2 separate regions of the Macaca mulatta genome follow, and region 2 is linked to region 1. A link is a contact called in public Hi-C data. All regions are on one chromosome and are shown on one strand. Each heading gives the region's core, a stretch centred on a gene start, on an enhancer-like site or on the middle of the called end of the contact. The rest is flanking DNA. Distances are from core to core; before and after follow the strand shown. Region 1 holds the start of SLC25A46 (solute carrier family 25 member 46). Region 2 holds the start of WDR36 (WD repeat domain 36).

Region 1 (6,516 bases), core at 1,829-4,328:
CCACATATTCACAGATGGGTCACTCTCTCACTTCATTCAGTTCTCTGCTCAAAGGTCACTTCTTCAAAGAGTACTTCCTTATTCTAAAAAAGGTTTCTTTATTGCTCACTTAAGCTTTTTTAATATAATTATGTCATTATTTGACATGGCACTATATTTGACAGGATGTATTTATCTGTTATTTGTCTCCCTAAACTAGAATGTCAGTTCTAACAATGCAAGCACTTTTTCTGGCTTATTTATCACTCTAGCCTCATTGCTTAAAATAGTATCTGACACGAGATAGGTGCTTAATAAATATATTTTGGTTAAACAACTCTATGGATATATACTTTTAATAATAAATTATTAATCAAAAATAATTATTTGATAGTTGCATTCCTGCTTATTTTTTCCTATTATGAGCAATCATGCCATAAACATATGTATGTTATCCATGCCAGAAACATGTAAAAAAAACCCTATATTTGTTTTCTAAGATTTTGGAGTCAAAAAATATGGTTATTTTTACAGTTTTTGATACATAGTGCCAAACTGCTGTCCATCAGAAAGTTATGTTTTATATCACTTCAGAAATTAATGAAAGATACTTTCTTCTAACCTGGAAAGATTTTTCCCTTTTAAACATCTTAATATGTGAAAGACAATTGTTGTTAAGATTTACCTTTTTTTCGATTAGTAAAGGACATTTTTATATGATATTATCTATTTACATTTCCTTTTTTTTTTTGCATGAATTGCCTCTACATGTCCTTTGCTCATATTTCTGATTTGCCTTTATTCATTGGTATGAACTCTTTGTACATTAAAGATACTAATCCATTGTTTAAACCATGTTAAAATGTCATTTTTCTTAGTTTGTGATTTGCCTTTCAATTGTAATTACTATATATTTTAAAATTTACTACATAGAAATTTAAATTTTATACAGTCATATTGATTATAGTCTTTTACTGATTTCTTACATGGCTTTTGACTTTGCTGTACTCTTAGAAAACTTTCCAACTCACTGTTTAAAAGGCATCCACCTCGCCGGGCGCAGCGGCTCACACCTGTAATCCCAGCACTTTGGGAGGCCAAGGCGGGCAGACCATGAGGTCAGGAGATCGAGACCATCCTGGCTAACACGGTGAAACCCCGTCTCTACTAAAAAAAAAAAAAAAAAAAAAAAATTAGCCGGGCGTGGTGGCGGGCACCTGTAGTCCCAGCTACTCGGGAGGCTGAGGCAGGAGAATGGCGTGAACCCAGGAGGTGTAACTTGCAGTGAACCGAGATCACACCACTGCACTCCAGCCTGGGCCACAGAGCAAGACTCTGTCTCAAAAAAAAAGGCATTCGCCTATATTATTTTCTTCCAGTATTTAATTTTTAAAAATTTAAGAAAAATACAGTATATTGCAGCTTTACTTTCAGGGTAAGCTGTGAGGTAGGGCTCTTATTGCCTTGCTTTCCCCCTCAACTGGCTACCCAGCTGCTCTCCGTTCAATAATTCATCCTTTCTCCACTCATATGGATGTGAAATTCTGAGATGCCACTGTTTTTATATTAAAAGTACAGACATAATTAGACCTTCTTACCTTTCTCCTTAAAAAAAAATAGCTTACGACCTGAAACAATACCATCCTTGAGCCAATCATTCCAAAGGAATAGATAAATATTTTTTATGTTTGATATTAACTATCCAGTAATTTGGTATTAGTACACCAGTAATACTCAACACCTTTGAGTATTGTCAAGAGACTCAACACCTTTGTCCATGCTGCATCGCAATCAAATTTAAGAATGTCAATTCGTTATTTAAAAATGTTAATTGTACAAACATTCCAATTACACTCTTCTTCGTTATTTAAAAATGTTAATTGTACATTTTTAAATAACGAAGAAGAGTGTAATTGGATTGTTTGCAACAGAAAGGATAAATGTTTCAGGTGATGGACATCCCATTTACCCAAATGTTATTATTACACATTGCATGCTGTATCAAAATATCTCATGTAACCCATAAATATATACACTTATTACATACCCACAAAAAATAAAAGTAGTGATAAAACTGTAAACAAAAATGTCACTTCGCTCAAAACAAAGCTGATTATCACTTTCAATCAAGGTTCGCATCTGGAAGGTCGAGAACAGCACGTCAGAGTTCTCTTGGAAAAGCTCTAGGAATCCTGGGCGTCCATCGAGTTGAAGGAACATAGGATGAACCCATGGAAGGCTTCCTCAGATCTGAGGAGGGAGCCTGCCCCAAGAGCCCGTGGACCTAATGAAAACAGGTAGTAGGGGACCCTCTACAGAACTCTTCTCAGTTATTTAATTAGAGGTCCCGATTTTGAAAGATACAACTGGGATTTCAATACCCTGAGTGATTTAGATACATCGGGAAAAATACGACAGAAAACTAGTTTCTTTACAGCCTTAGAAAAGTAAAACCCGTAATTCCTCACTCCACGAGGGCAGTATTCGAGTACGTGGGTTTCCTTCTCCCCCGACGTTCACCTGAACTTTTAAAATGCTTGCTCTGGTGGTCCATAGCACTTTCGCGCTCACTGGGCGGTACCATATCTCTCAATAGATTTTATCCAAAACCGCAAGTGCGGGAGACAAAGCTAGGTAGAAGGTTACCAACCCTCCACAACTCCAACCTTTACTAGCTTCCTCGGAGCAGGTGAGGCACCAGCCCCGTGAGAATACACTGAGATCTGGGGCGTAGCTGTGACATGAGGTATTTCTGGCCGAGATCTCACCGGGTAAGCTCCACTCGCGGGTTATCGGCTCCCTCCAAGAAGCATCTTTGACCTCCTCCCATGTAGGCCCTATTCCTACACCAATTCTCTTTCTGGAATCTCTTTGGTACCGTGTTTCATTAATCCCACAACCATATTCCCACCTATTCCCTAATGACAACAAAGTTTTAAGTTATAGGTTACCGCCGTGTCTCCCTAGCAACCGTGCCCACTAATGGTTGCCGGAAGAGGCTATAATCACGTGCTCCCAAGACTTCCGGGTTTCTAACGTGACTTCCGGTTGTCAGAATATCCCCCAGACGCGGCGGCTGCCTAGGGGAAACTGTGTGGTCTTAGGTCGCGGTGGCCCGGGTGGTGGTGGGCTCCGGGCGGGCTCGCGTCATCCTGCCCCCGCTGCAATGCATCCGCGGCGCCCGGACGGATTTGATGGCTTGGGCTACCGGGGCGGTGCCCGGGACGAGCAGGGCTTCGGCGGCGCTTTCCCTGCAAGGTCCTTCAGCACCGGGGCGGACCTGGGCCACTGGGTGACGACTCCCCCAGACATCCCCGGCAGCCGCAACCTGCACTGGGGCGAGAAGAGCCCCCCCTACGGCGTGCCCACCACCTCCACCCCGTACGAAGGCCCCACGGAAGAACCCTTTTCCACTGGCGGCGGCGGCGGTGTGCAGGGGCAGAGCAGTGGTGAGAAGCACGGGGACCGACGCAGGGATGGTGGGTTAGTGGGGCGGCGGCTTGAGGCCTGCAGACCCCGGAAGCGGCGCAGAGGGTCCCGCCTCCTGCTCCTTTTCATCCTATCGGGCGCCACACCCTTTGCCCTCCTTCGTCCTCTGCCCCTGAAGCCGGCCTTCTCCCTCTTCCTCACGCAAACGAATTCTCCTGGATCAATTCCAAAAAAGACATCTGCCTTAGCTATGGGGTACATAGTAGGAATTTTTAGAGGTTTTGGTGTCCCAACTGATGGCCAGAGTTAAAAAGGAGTTTGGATTATTTACTGTTACCTGATTAACTTTGGCAGCTGTATTTTCTCGATTTAATTAATTAATGAATGTGTTTACTCGTAGTTTTGTGTTCTGAAGAGAGAAGCCTTTCAGCATAAGCAAATTTGGGTTCAAACTTGGTTGTGCCACTCGTAATCTGAACAACTTAACCTCTGTGAGCCCTCAGTTTTCTCATCTTTAAGATGTGTAGAAGAATCCAGTATGGGATACATAGGCAAAAAAAAAAAAAGTTTCCTTCCTTTTCCTTTTTAAACACAGGAGTTTTATCTGCTTTTCAGATCCCCAGTCTAGAAAGTTTCCTTCCTATAATTTTCCCTTCTGCTTTCTTTCTTCTGACCTAAAAACTACATATAAAAGTTAGAAACATGAATACAATTTCAAGATAGGACTTTGGAATCATGACATAATTATTCTCTATGGGATATCAGAAAAGCTGCAACACTGCATAATGTACATATTTTCAACATCCTTTTTTATTCATAAAGAATAATAGCTACTTCTTTCTATTCTGCAATTGTTAGAATAATAGATTAATGGTATTATTTAATATTAAATTTATTGTAGATATCGGCTTTATTCTCATTTCCTCGACTTTGACTTGGAAATAAAATAATATTTATTCAACTAGGAAGAATAGACTTTAACGAATGCCTAGTGAGTAAATGAGAATGTGAAGAAGGATAGATGACTTACCTAGCTAATTGTCATACAATTAGCTTTTTGACTCTTCGCTGTTTTTTGTTTTTTGCTTTTTTCCCGTTGTGTCGTACTAGTCCCAATACTAGTCCAGAAGAATACTGGAAAGGTTTTACAAGTTATAAATCAAATAATTCAAAAATGCATATACCGTTGCTACACAGTTATCTTCTTAGGCAGTAAAGTTTATGTTTTTATCTTTTCATAAGTTATGCTTTGATGGTTACAATGAGGAAGAGTTCCTTGACACAACCAGGGGTTAATTTTGCAGCCGTAAGAGGTGTGTGAATGTTAATTTTGCAACAAACTTAGACACCAAAGAGATTTACACAGTAAACAATAGTAAATCTTCCTAACACCTTCCAGAAAATGTTAGTAGCATTTTCTGTTACTGTTTGGGGATGATCTATACATATAAAAAGAGTAAGGTTGGGCGCGGTGGCTCACACCTGTAATCCCAGCACTTTGGGAGGCCTAGGAGGGCGGATCCCGAGGTCAGGATATCAAGACCATCCTGGCTAACATGGTGAAACCATAAATTAGCCAGATGTGGTGGCGGGCGTCTGTAGTCCCAGCTACTCGGGAGGCTGCGGCAGGAGAATGGCCTGAACCCAGGAGGCGGAGCTTGCAGTGAGCTGAGATCCCACCACTGCATTCCAGCCTGGGCGACAGAGCGAGACTCCGTCTCAAAACAAAACAAAAGGGTAAAATCTAAGGAAAAAGTGCCTTAGGTAGGTAAAAGAAGCTTTCTATTTAGCTTGTACATTTTTCTAGGGTGAACCGCGTAGTTTCCCAGGAACATGCTTAGGTGGCCTTGTTCTGATTGAAAGGGAATAGTGAGGGCAATTGCTTCATTTGAAAGAGAAGAAAGAATTGTAATTTGTGAATATTGTATTATAGTTAGAATTTAATGTCTGGTTCCCTGGGGTTGTAATAGTTCACCACTATGACTTTGAGTTTAGTCAGGAAGAAAGCTTTTCTCTTCTGACATATGCATAGGAATGTTTCCAGCTGTGAACTTTTCCAGTAACACAACAGACATACCATCTGTAGTAGCACATACATATCCAGTAACCTACTCCGATTAATTAAACAGCTAGCCTCAAACTATTTAAAACTTGAAGAGATGGGGAAGAAGAGAACTGTATTTACCGATTTTGGTTATCCCTAAGTACCCTTTCAAATTAATAATTTAGAGGTGCTTTACTTGCAGTTATTGGTTTAATAAAGTGCTCTCCATCAGTAACAGTGAATAACTAGTTTTTACAGCATAGAAGGTAAAGTCGTAGGTAAAATATCAGCTGCGGCCAACCATAGAAAATTTTTTATTTGATTGGAATCAGAAGCTGAAAACTGCTAGCCCTTAGGTTCTGTCTGCATATTTGTTTCATTAGGCCCAGACAGTGTTTTAACAATTTCTGAAATAGTTGTCCAGGACTTCAAAATTGGAAGCTTTTCTATAAAATGAGAATATCTTTTTTTGAAAAAAATTACAGCTTCAAAACCCTGGGCCCACACTCTCATGTGGCAACAATGAATTGGAGTTAAAGAGTAATTGTGCTTTAAAGGCTGTACACCTTGCAATTTGCCACAAACCCCAGCAGAGTCCTTCATTCATTTAAATTATTTCCCTGGCCCCATCAGAATTTGACTTTGAAGTTTAAATGAACAGCAGGTTAATAAAATAAATGTTTAAAAATTGTTTTTAGACTAAACCTAAATATTGGTTATCAGTAATCTTATTTTTTTCTTTTTTTTTTTTTTTTACTTTAGAACAGCTGAATAGATTTGCTGGATTTGGTATTGGACTTGCAAGGTAATGTTTTATCTAAAGACGTTTAAAGCTTTTATTTATTTAATTTAGAGTTTTTCTTTAATTTATAATATTAAATGATTATTATTGCTTCCTTTAGGTTGTTTCTTTGAAGCAGCAGCTTAAATTTGGAATAATATTTTGCAGAAAAAAAAACATGATCATTATTTAAAACATATAATTTGATAGTTTTTCCAGTAAGGATAGACTAGTCATCCAATTTTATAAACACAAAGTAATTTTGTAATGAGTATTGTAATTG
Region 2 (6,708 bases), core at 4,009-6,508, 330 kb after region 1:
CCAAGGTCTGAGCAATTATTGGAGGCTTTTTGAAGGAGGTGGTGGTTGGCCTTGAAGTGAAAGTAGGTGGGTAGAGAAACAGGAATTCATTCCCCTGGAGAAGGCACATACTAGCACATAGCAAGCAGGTGCTTTGGAAATACACTGAAAGATGGATTTGCATAGAGAAGGCAATGAAACCTGCACTCAACAGTTACTAAAGATAGTGAAAAGTAATTTTGACTATTGATTCTCATATTCTACAGATAAATGCTACTCAGGCAATGAAGAAGAGGAGAAAAAGGAAAGTCACAACCAATAAATGTCTGGAACAAGTGTCACAATTACTAGGATTGTGGCGTCGCTTCATTCGAACTTTACTGAAAAAACAGTAAATCATCTTTATTATGGTCATATTTCACAGCACCAAATAAATCATCTTTATTAAGTAGATGAAACATTAACTCTAACTGTGACACAGAAGATCACAAATAGTTATCTTTTAATTACAGAAGAGTTTCTTAACTTATTTTTCTAAGTTTTTATTGTTTAATATAAATTTATAATGCAGGGGAAGTACTACTCTTCAAATGTTGAGGGAAGCTTCCGTAACATTGATGACTGGCTTAATTGGCAGTAATTCTCAGCCGTAATTGCATAAGCATTACTCAAGAGGAAAATCCAAAAGTGTAGCAGGAGAACTCTTTTCCTTGAAAAAGGAAAAATATTGAACTAAATGATAGCACCTAAACTTACATTTAAAAGGCAGACATTCCTTCTACATGTAATGACACTTCTTGTGTTAAACTAAAAATTTACAAGAGAAGAAAGTGAAAGCAAATGGGGTTTCACAAATAGCTGTAAATATAGTGAAGCAATTTGAAATAATTTTCAAGCAAAATATTGTGAAAGTATTCTAAGCTAAGTTTTAAATATTACCTAACAGACAAGAGTGGTATATAATAAGTAGATCCTGAGAAGTACCTTTGTTACAGCTACCATAAATATATATAGAGAGAATGTACTTTAATTTATTTTGTGAATGCTTTTGAAAATGTATATGTTCCTTTGTAATTGACACTATATATTTCTTAATAAAATAATTCTCAAATTTGTTTCTTACGAATCATCTTTCAAATCTAGTTAGTAGACAATTTGCACACATACTTTTCTAAAGGACATTATTTTTCTTCAGGTTTTTACCTCTACTTATCCTTAGAGTCCATTGACTGCTCCCCTTTATACCTGTTGGCCCTGCCTATAGGAGAGAATATTTGGAGATAGGCAGCTTCAGGATGCATTGCAGTCATCCTTTTCTTAAATTATATCACTAGTCTTTTCTTGTTTCCCTTCTTGAACTTTCCTCACACCTGGAAGAAACAAAGTAGGCAAAAGTGAACAGGGGATGTCAAATCTGTTCTTGAATTCCTGCTGCCAGTTAGAGCCACAGGCACCCTCTCACTCACCTTCCACTCAGAATCCTCCAAACACCAGTGGGAAGGGCAACCCTGGCCATAGAACCTAGACCAAAATAGAGCATGTGGGAATGCACTGATTTTTCCTAGGAGTAGACATGCTCCTCTAATACTCCCCTGAGGGTTAGTTGGGGCTAAACCATGACAGAAGGGGGGAAGTTCAATGTCCTTAAATCCATCTTACCTACCAACAGGTAAGAGGAAGCTTACATTATATGTCCAGTAAGCATTTAAAGGGCACTTACTGTGGAACAAGCCTTCAGTCAAACACTGGGGATAGAAAAGAAAGACTCAGCCTTTTTCCAGAGAAGCTCAGGGTGTAGCTGAATAGGCAGTTTCTTTTGTCCTGAGGAAAATCAAGACATGCCTTTCTAAAAATCTTCCTCTGAAGACCTGACCCAAACCCTTAAATGCTATTACAAGAGAAATTTCTTTAAGTATATTAACTCCATTTTAGTAGGGATTCACTGACTAGATTTTACTGAACTATGAAAATAAATACACACAATTTTTCATAAAATTTTGGGCCCAATTCCCCTAAATGAATTGAGGATTAGGGAGAAAGGAGACAACTCAAAGTCATCCCACTAAGTGCAGTTTCTTTGAATCTTCTGCTTTATCTTTAAAAAATTGTATAATTTATATATTTTATTCTATGTATTCCATAGATGTCTTAATATAAAATTAGTCATTTAAATTAAGTCAATTAAAAGTAATGGGCAAGAGGATGCATTATATTAATTTAGTAAGAACTTTCCCAAATGTTGTAACAATGTGGATCATATATCTCTGTTTTTTTAAATATACTCAGGCTTTCTTGGTGGACTAGTATAGTATACAGTCAGTTGTGTCAATGTTTCATGGTCAATAAAAGGAAGTTGCAAATTGTGATTTAAGCATATAAAGTTGGATATTTTCATATTGAGACTACATGGTTAGTTATGCTATTTATATAATCTATATTCTCACTTTCGTCTCCTTCATTCAGAGGCTAAGACTGCTGTATGAAAGTCTACTGCTGGCCAGGCGTGGTGGCTTACGCCTGTAATCCCAGCACTTTGGGAGGCCAAGGCGGGCAGATTGCAAGGTCAGGAGATTGAGACCATCCTGGCTAACACGGTGAAACCCCGTCTCTACTAAAAATACAAAAACTTAGCTAGGCATGGTGGTGGGCACCTGTAGTCTCAGCTACTTGGGAGGCTAAGGCAGGAGAATGGTGTGAATCCGGGAGCCAGAGCTTGCAGTGAGCTGAGATTGGGCCACTGCATTCCAGCCTGGGCAACAGAGCAAGACTCCGTCTCAAAAAAAAAAAAAAAAAAAAAAAAAAAAAAAAAAAAAACAAAATACAAGAAAGTCTACTGCTGATATAATTCTTTATTTCTTTATATCCATAAAGTTTTGCTTTCTTGTTGCTGATATGGTTTCCCCTCACCTTTATTTTGATAAGGATAGAATGAAAAATTGATATTTGATTCTTAAAAGTTAAAGGAGCTTTTTTTTTTCTTTTTTAACAAAGAACATTGACAAATAACTTTACCAGCATATAGAGTTGCCTCCTTTGATGATAAAAGGAGGGGCTTAGTCCTGTCTTGGTCAACATTTTTTCAAAAACTGAATTAAGCAAATGCAGCTTTAATACTTCTATAAAGAAAAACAAACTATATATTTTTATTTTTAGATGCTAATTTTCCAACATTTCTCCAAAATTCACATAGACTTTTGCTAGGTTGTAATTAGAAGGCAAACAAACACCAAATCTCACTGGCTAGCAACAACAGTTAATTCTCACTCACATTACAAACTGGCAACCTCAAGTCAGCTGCAGGCTTTATCTACAGACCTTCTCATTTCAGGACCCAGGCTGAAAAAGCAGCTCCTATTTGAGACATACCTTTCTCTTTTGGCAACAGAAAAGAGCAAGAGAGTTGGTAGAAACAGATAATGGCTCTTAAGCATCTGCTGGGACTTGCTGAACATCATGTTTGCTTATATGCACTGGCCAAAGTAAGTCAAACGCTTCCTATTCGTGCTCCACTATGAAGGATTTACTGCAAGTCTTGGCCAAAGGACAGAGAGACACATCTTCTTACAGGAGGAAGTTTAAATATTGGAGATGCTAAAGTACACAACTCATTACTTTGGGAGGGAACATGACTAACATAAAAAAAAGAGAACATTCCACATTTTTAGCATTTTATTACTTAAATGTAACTTTTTTTTTAAACAAATGTTTATTAAGCACCCCTTTTGTTCCAGATACTGTTCTGGGTGCTTGTTATGTATTAATGAACAAAACAGAAAAAAAAAATTCTCTGCCTTTATGGAGCTTACCCACTAAACTATTAAAATAAGCCTAATAAATAAGTTAATAGTACAGTGAGATGCTCTTTTCCCCTCTTTTTTAATTTAAATAACGTTTACAAATAATTAGCAACTTGTTCACTTTTAAGTCATACCACAAATATGGCTGAAAATGTGCACTGCTATTGAGAAATCCGGGGTACAAATGAAATCACAAGTAAGTACAACATGTCAAGGACTAAATAACAAGCTCTCATTCTGTTATCATATGCTTCTTAATGATCTTAACATCCAAAGTGTTTGAGGCTCTGTGCCAGAACTATAAAATAAATCAAGATTTTTTTTTTTGTTCAAGAGTGTATGAGTCAGATATTCAAATTAGCTAACAAGTTACTTTTGTTTCATAATAAAATAATTACATTTTAGAACTGGAAGGAACCCAAGAGAGTACACTGATCTGTGTAGAGACAGACCCTCCTTATCCCTTTCAAGCACAAGTATATTTACATTAGTAAATATACTCTCTTTATCCCTCTCAAGTACAAGTATATTTACATTAGTCACTCAACCCAAATCTGAATAGGCTGCCAAAACATTTTCATAAACGAAGTGAAATGGAAATAAAACAGTAAGATAAGAGGTTATTCCATATGTCAAACTTTGGTCCTGGGCTCTAACGTCACCACTGTTTTAGTTAACGTTCACATGATCAGAGATCGTTCCCCAAAGCTACATCTTGGTAAGGCAGTTGGCTCTCGAGGAGTGAGGTGTCTTGACACCCACTTCACTGGAATCAGTCTTCTTCAGCATCCTAAGGCACTTAGCTCTAATGAACTGCCCAGACTCCCCTTTGCATTATGATGAGCTCCTCTTTAGAACCCCTACTGTCTGCTTTTGACAGCCGACCTCAAGGAATACTGACTTAATCCAGAGGTCCCAATAACATTTAATATTTATCTTCCTTTTCTCGGAGGAATCTACAGTTATCCAAGTTGCCCAAGTGAGCAGTTCCCTTTCCCCAAATAATTAGTTCTACAACCCAGAGAGTCTATGAGTGAATCCCTCTGTCATCTTTGAAATGTCCCATTATAGTTTTCATCTGTAAATATGTCAGTATATATCCAAAAGATGAGGATCTTTACGTAATCATAATGCTACTATCACATGCAAAAATTAAACATAATTCCTTAATATAATCAGATATCCAATGTTTAAATTTTTCCAGTCTCATGTTTTTGTACATTTTAAAATAATCACATGTTTAAATCGTTTCCATGTCCAAGGCGTCGATCTCTCCTCCACTCTCCTGGGCGTCGCGCTTCCCTCTTTGCTTCCCGCCCTTGCGGTTCCGTCGGAACCTCAGGAGCTTCCTTCCGCCGCAAAAGAGCTGGAGAACAATGCTAGGCAACATGCTGGAGACCTTGGCCAACGGAACCAAAGTCACGCCTCTCATGTGAGCTCTGGAGGGAGAACTTTATGTGTTGCACTGAGGGCAGTCTCCGGAAACGCGATTCGCAGCGGGCGCCGGAAGCGGTCTTCTGTCTTCAGCTCTAGTAGATGACTGTTCCACTAGACACGCTGAAGGGACTGGATACGTGTTTTCCTTCAGGACCAGAGCTGAGCGGAGCCGGGATCGCGGCGGCAATGGAACGGGCCTCAGAAAGGCGCACGGCCAGCGCGCTGTTTGCGGGGTTCCGGGCCTTGGGACTTTTCAGCAACGACATTCCACACGTGGTGCGGTTCAGCGCGCTCAAGCGCCGGTTCTATGTAACAACCTGCGTGGGCAAGAGTTTCCACACCTATGACGTGAGTGACTTCTTTCGTTGACTTCCCAGGAACCACCCTCCTTGGCCCCTAACTCTGTCCTGGAGCAATCCGGTTCACCCTTACCATCTACCACGGGCTTCCCTTCTTTAACCCCTCCCTGTCCTATTAATATTTCGCCATCGGTCACATCCACGTGCTGATTTAGCACTTGCAGTCCTCCTGGGGCGAGTTTCAGAGGCAGCCTGGCCAAGGGGAAACTGCTAGATAACCCCTCAGTTGTATGGCAATAATACTTGTTCAGTGAATATTGACCTTCCCTTGAAGGTGGAAACATAATTAAGACAAACCTCTACCTCTTGCATTCTTAATGAGAGAGAAAAACATGCACGCTATTACGTTATTGGTGACACGAGCTGGGTTAGAAATTCACTCTAGGTAACATTGGGAGAACCGCAGATGGTGAGATTAATTACCGTTAGGGAAAGTATTTGATGGCAATCAGTTATTTTCAGCTAATGCAAAGTGTCTGGCACTGTCACTCTAAGCCTTGCAGCTGTTTCTTTGCAAGATAGGTATCGTTATACCGTAGCACCTTTATATAAACTACAAAAGTAAATTTCAGATAAATTACTTGTTAGTGTTGATTTTTTTTCTCCTTTAATGGCTCATAAATCATTGTAATAGTGTCTCTTGTTTACTTGTTTCTTTTGTCTTCTCCAAAAGAATGTAAGCTCTCTGAGAGCGGGAACCTTGATGAGGATGATAATAGTGTTAAATAAGTACTTTATTTTCTGGAAAACATGTTGTAGAGTTGTCTCTCTTGGAGGATTGTGAATGGCTTATTAGCAAGAAGAGCTGGGAGTTAGGAACCAGTTGAGTTAGTGGAAGAGGAAAGTGAGGGCAGAGCTGAGGTTAAGAGCAATTGGGTTTCTCAGAGTCTGAGTTGGTAATGGAGACAGGGTGGGTTAGACATATCATTAAGATATCATGTGAGAGTATTTAGTGTTACCATTCTCTACACTTGTTCCTTGCTTGCCAAGTTTACTTTTGCTGGTTAATGTTTTCTTCCTTGAAATGTAATTTTTCTAAGTTTATTACTTAAATAACTCTTGAAATCTTGTCTTTGGTACAGTGTCTTTCCTGACACTGCGTTACACACAGACACAGGTGTTTTTCCTTATATTCA

What was found. Hi-C and Micro-C count contacts between places; a contact is called where the count stands out from the background.
Region 2: a contact with region 1 is called in a Hi-C map of fetal cortical plate, with 3 times the contacts expected there. The contact joins the promoter of WDR36 here to the promoter of SLC25A46 in region 1. A contact is called at or near these places in 3 of 14 Hi-C or Micro-C datasets (fetal cortex germinal zone, fetal cortical plate and liver).

Annotation. Positions count from the first base shown.
Region 1 is chr6:119,554,333-119,560,848 of T2T-MMU8v2.0, forward strand. SLC25A46 (solute carrier family 25 member 46) reads left to right here and starts at 3,079. Exons shown (of 8, transcript NM_001266009.2): 1 at 3,079-3,428; 2 at 6,215-6,257. The coding sequence starts at 3,146. It overlaps TMEM232 (transmembrane protein 232), which reads right to left and starts at 2,960. Exons shown (of 14, transcript XM_078004471.1): 1 at 2,748-2,960; 2 at 2,027-2,118.
Region 2 is chr6:119,886,704-119,893,411 of T2T-MMU8v2.0, forward strand. WDR36 (WD repeat domain 36) reads left to right here and starts at 5,259. Exons shown (of 23, transcript XR_013418193.1): 1 at 5,259-5,561. It overlaps TSLP (thymic stromal lymphopoietin), which reads left to right. Exons shown (of 4, transcript XM_078004476.1): 4 at 5,039-5,212. The coding sequence ends at 5,212.